2 separate regions of the Zea mays genome follow, and region 1 is linked to region 2. Evidence: chromatin contacts called from public Hi-C data. All regions are on one chromosome and are shown on one strand. Each heading gives the region's core, a stretch centred on a gene start, on an enhancer-like site or on the middle of the called end of the contact. The rest is flanking DNA. Distances are from core to core; before and after follow the strand shown. Region 1 holds the start of LOC100193843. Region 2 holds the start of LOC103635404 (calcium-dependent protein kinase 1).

Region 1 (2,700 bases), core at 89-2,588, 910 kb before region 2:
GCTCTATCTCCTATGACTATTTGGCTTCTCTGAAGGAGTCGAAGCCGTTTTGCAATTTGTTTCGCAAAACAACTTCTCCTGTGTTTCTTTAGAATAATGTATGAGGAAAATGTAGAAGGGACCGATAGAGACCACATTTTCAATGCTCTAGCTGTCAACAAAAAAACAACTCCAGCTCTTTAAAAGGCTCTCGACGAAAAACTGTTTTTTTTACCGTTTGTTACGTGCCGTGTCAAAGAGGCCCTTATGACCTTATCCTTTTACCACTCCCCAGTCCCTTCCCTCTCACTTTTTCCTGTTTCGACTACTACCACACTACTACACTAGCAGGGTTAGAGATAGAGATGGCAATGGATACCCGCAGCCTGATACCCAATAGGTTTTTATTCCATTAGGGTATGTATATGGACTAAATATTCTATCTGTGGATCTTTTATTAGGCAAAAATCTTCCACCCAATGGGTAAACGAGTATTAGAACGTTATGCCCTCAACCATGCCTGATTGCCTGTTAATTTGTGGGTATAAAATACCCAGTATAAATTTAGCCCAAAATCGTGAAATTTGGTTTCAGTCACCCATCTTTTTTACTATTTAACAACATTTTGGGCTATAGCGTCATAAATGGCTTAACGATTATTTGATGATCATGTAACATAACATGTAATGTGCTATGTAGTACTATCCTAGTGTTGCTACTTTATCCAATTATCTTTGGTGTTGTTGAATGAATAGTTAAATGATGCTAGAATTTTTGTAATGATATTTAGATAGATATAATTGATATTTGTATAATATACCATTTTGATAGATGTTTAATCTTTGTATATATGAGTGACCCAACGAGTGATCTATAACCACCAATGTATATATAGGTGATCCTATAAAGTTATTTTTTGTTATGGTTAAAATAACTGATGATATTTACACTTTAGGCCCTGTTTGGGAACAAAGTTTTTGAAAACCACAGTTTTTGAAATACTATACTATACTTTAGTTATGACAATACCGTAGTTTATAATACCGCAGTTTTGAAAACTGAGGTCCAGAGCTAAGTTTAGAATGCCTTAAAACAACTATAGTATTTGCAATACTTCAGTTTTGAAAACAGAGATTTTACCCAGCTTGCCAAACACCATTATGTATATAATACTGCAGTATTTAAGAATACTGCAGTATTCTTCCAAAACTGCAGAAAAACTTTGTTCCCAAACACCCCCTTAGCATCTATAGTTGGTTTAGTTGGTGAGAGAAGAGAGGACAGCTGCACAGGAACAGCAAAGCAGACCCCACCACCGCACGCACATACATACGTACACGCACTCCTTCACCAGCAGTGTACTTCCCTCCCTTGTATGCCTGCCTCTGCCAGCGCGTTGTCGGCGAGGGGACTGCCCCCGCCGCCGCCGCTCGCGTCGGCTGCCGTCAGCCCGTCACCCACCCACGCGACCTCCGGTGATGGCAGAGGCCGACCTCACGCTGCACGACGCCGGCGGCGGCGCCAGGGACAAGCCGGACCGGAAAGCCGACGTCTTCGCGGATCTTGGCTCGCCGGTCTCGCCGCTGCGCCTGCGCCCGGCAGCGACGCCCTCCACCTCGTCCTCCTCGTCCGGCTCCGCCAAGTCGCCGGCGCCCGGTAATGCGGCCGCGGGGAGGGGAGGCCGGGGGAACCACTCGGGCGAGCTGGCGCAGGAGAGCACCAACCCGCCTGGCCACCGTCGCGCCGGATCTGGCCCGCTCATTTTCTCCGGTGCCAGCAGCAGCACCACCGCCAGCTCGCCGCTCACCAATGCGCTCCCCACCGGCAACATCTGCCGCGTCGCCGGGGCGGCGGCGGCGGCAGCAGCCACGCAGCCGCCGCGCGCTCGCCCGGCCGTGCTCGGATCCGGTACCGGCCACTACGGCCACGGCAGCATCATGCGCCGCGGCGGGGGAGCGACTCCCGCGAGGACCAGCGGTGACGCGGCCCCGCTGCTCCACGGCCACGGCAGCAATTCCTCGAGGTCGAGGTCCCCGGCGAGCTGCCCTGCGCCAGCGCCGCCGGCCACCAGCGGTGGCCTGCAGGAGATTACTCGCGCGGGGAACGAGTGGTACAAGAAGGGCCGCCACGCCGACGCGCTGCGCCACTACGACCGTGCCGTGGCGCTGTGCCCCGACAGCGCCGCGTGCCGCGGCAACCGCGCCGCCGCGCTCATCGGGCTCGGGCGCCTAGCAGAAGCGTTCCGCGAGTGTGAGGAGGCCGTCCGCCTCGATCCGGCCAGCGGCCGCGCGCACGGCCGCCTCGCCGGCTTATGCCTCAGGTGAGATTTTCTCCTTCGCTTGTCTTGTCTGCGGTGCCTGTAAGCCTGTTCTCCTGCTCTTCTGCACCGGAAATTGAATCGAATGGAATTGCGCCCACAGGACCTCGCATCCTTGTATCCGCCTTGCTTGCGTGCAAATCCAATATGCTGCTCCTTTTCATTCAGTTCCTTGCGCCATGTTTACCAGATTACGTTGCTGATCATTACCGTTTGTTTTCTTGTCTTGGAAGTAAAAGCTCTGTTCCTGTGATTACATGAGGAACATGCATGAGAAAGTTTGCGTCTTTATAGTTAGTAGTATGTTGCAGTGGGTTAATGTGGACTTAACATCACACAATGCAGCTGATAGGGACTGCTTTCCTGCATGATCGATTGTGCTTTGACCACGACGGGGGATAATT
Region 2 (2,993 bases), core at 493-2,992:
AGGTGGAGACTGCTGAGCAGGAGCTCGTTGAAGGAAAGTTGTGCCCTTGATCACTTCTTTTTTCCCAATAATGTTCCTTTTAATCATTATGATATGTATAGGTTAATTTTGATGGGACCCAATAGGATACCCTAGTTTGACTATCTTTATACTTTGTTTACCACTGAACTTTTGGGTAGTACTTGCTATTGCTTTATGTGGTTTTGGGTATGGAGATACACATTATTCATGATCAGGCTTTTATTATCAATTTTTTATTTACTGTTCTTGATAAGATCATATTGTTAATTGGAACTTGGAGAACCACACGGGAAAACAGTGCTACCACAAGGGTTGTATGGGACGCCCTTGGCTGATTAATTAGGAAAGTTAGTGGATGACTACCTTACCCGAAAGGGGCAAGGGCAGTAGGGGAGTGGTCCGTGTAGGGAGGTCCTTTGGGTTGATTTTGCTGCGATGACGGTCAGGCGAGGGATCCCTGCATTGGAGCTTCCTAGAACTGTAGAGGGTTTTTTGAAGCTAGTGGAACTTTGTAAAGGCCTCGTAGTGTTACCCTACCTCGCTTTCTTGGTAGAGGTGTATGGGAAGTCGTGATCCCTTGGCAGATGGGTAACATGACTTGTGGGTAAAGATGCGCAACATCTGCAAGTGTAAAACTGGTATATCAGCCATGCTCACGGTCATGAGCGGCTCGAACACTCACATGATTAATTTATGAAATTAAATTCAATTTGTCATTTGCATCGCATTGTGGTTTATTATTAGTTTGATCTATTATTACTCTGGTTTGGTATTTACTTACATTTAGTAAATGCTAATAAAACTTGACTAACTTATTAAAAGCAATGCTCAGCTTTAAACCCTTATTTGTCGGTTAGCCTTACAGTTCACATGAACTCCCACCTTTGGTGAGTTCATGCACATTATTCCCCACAACTTGTTGAGCTATGATCTTTTGTGAGCTCACTCTTGCGATATATAAACCCTCCATAGGTGAAGAGCATGTGGACCAAGAGGAGCCGCCCTATACGGAGGAGTACGAGTTGATCTAGGTGGCGTCTCCGTGTCAGCTTGATGGCGACAAGGAATAACTATTTAGTTCGTCTTATTGTTATCATTTATTTTTGTAAGACTTCCGCTATGTAATAATAATACTTGTGGCATTTATCTCTATATACTTTGTCATTATATGTGATGTTCTTCTTTGACGTACATATGAGACACACTCGTCTTTATCTCTTAAATTCAGGTGTGGCATAAAAGTACAAAGGGATATAGCCCTATTCATACCTATGCATTCACTGTTTTGGACTGAACTTACTTTATGATTATAGATGTTGAGATGAATATTAAAAATGTCAAGCCAAAATAAAGAGGGTATAAAAAAACTATGAATTGCCTTGACCATATCGATGTGGATTCATATAAATAAAATCATGTGAATTAAATTAAACCTTGATTGATCTTAACATTCATGTAAAGAAAATATTCAATTAAGGATCATATTGAATAAATGTTTTTTAATATATGCTTATTATGTTGTGATTTGAGTATGGTGATAAGATAAATATAGCAAAAAAAAAAAGGCTTTGAGGGATTAAGTGACGAGGCAGAGCAGTATGAACTCTATAAAGATTGGCGCCATCAAACACGTTAGTTAAAAAACTCTACCAAAATAATTAGTTTTAAATTTTGTTTTAAAAAATAGAAATAAAAAAACCCACCGCGTTCGTGCGTCCGTGGAGAGGGACGGAGACCAGTCGCCCGCCGACCCGTGCGTCTCCACTCGTCCACGCGCAAATCCCCTTCCCACCCCCTGACCAGACCAAAGGCAGTAGCAACTAGCAATGCAGCTTCCTCCTCGTCTTCCTCCTCCACCTCAGCTGCTCATGCTCCTCCCAGTCCCCTCCTCCTGCCCCCAATCCTCTTCCGCCCCTCCCTCGGGCCTCTTCCCCATCTCCTGATCACACTCGCTCGCGCGCCATGGGCGGCCGCGCCTCCCGCCACCGCGCGCAGCCGCACGACCAGTCTTCTCACCCTCCTCCTCGGCCGCCGCCCAAGCAGCAGCAGGGCCAGCAGCACCCCAACAACCGCCCCAACAAGCCCAAGCAGCAGCAGCAGCCCCCACCTCCACGTCCTCCGCCGCCACACCAGGCTCCCCCCGCCGCCTCCCCCGCCGCCCCGGGCGCGGCCACCGTCGGCCGCGTGCTGGGCCGGCCGATGGAGGACGTGCGCGCGTCCTACACGTTCGGCCGGGAGCTGGGCCGGGGCCAGTTCGGCGTCACCTACCTGGCCACGCACAAGCCCACCGGCCGCCGGTACGCGTGCAAGTCCATCGCGACGCGGAAGCTCGCGCACAGCGACGACGTCGACGACGTCCGCCGGGAGGTGCAGATCATGCACCACCTCACGGGCCACCGCAGCATCGTCGAGCTCCGGGGCGCCTACGAGGACCGCCACTCCGTCAACCTCGTCATGGAGCTGTGCGAGGGTGGGGAGCTCTTCGACCGCATCATCGCGAGGGGGCACTACTCCGAGCGTGCCGCCGCCGCCCTCTGCAGGGAGATCGTCTCCGTCGTCCACAGCTGCCACTCCATGGGGGTCATGCATCGGGACCTCAAGCCCGAAAACTTCCTCTTCCTTAACAAGAGGGAGGACTCGCCGCTCAAGGCCACGGATTTCGGACTCTCCGTCTTCTTCAAGCCCGGTACCTAACCTATCTATTCCCTTTTGCTCTTCAGTCTTCACTACTACTACTATTCACCGTTTTGGAAATCCATCAGTCTCGGATGCCCATTCGATTTCAGTCCTACTCGCTATGTATGATTCTGCTTCGATTCCATAGACAGACGCTCATCCTCTTCCTTATCCTCATGTGGGAATCCAGCAGATACCAAGAGGAGGAAACTTTGCTGTTTGATTGACTCGTGCTTTAACTAGAGTCTAGAGGAGGAATGATTGTTGTTTGATTTGGTCTCAGCGATTCAGCTCCC

Evidence for each region. A called contact is a pair of places that touch in the nucleus more often than the background predicts.
Region 1: a Hi-C map of ear shows a contact between it and region 2, with 1.9 times the contacts expected there. The contact joins the promoter of LOC100193843 here to the promoter of LOC103635404 in region 2. A contact is called at or near these places in 2 of 25 Hi-C or Micro-C datasets (ear and leaf).

Annotation. Positions count from the first base shown.
Region 1 is chr8:78,074,579-78,077,278 of Zm-B73-REFERENCE-NAM-5.0, reverse strand. It overlaps LOC100193843, which reads left to right and starts at 1,338. Exons shown (of 6, transcript NM_001346775.1): 1 at 1,338-2,299. The coding sequence starts at 1,458.
Region 2 is chr8:77,165,907-77,168,899 of Zm-B73-REFERENCE-NAM-5.0, reverse strand. It overlaps LOC103635404 (calcium-dependent protein kinase 1), which reads left to right and starts at 1,742. Exons shown (of 8, transcript XM_008657859.3): 1 at 1,742-2,707. The coding sequence starts at 1,984.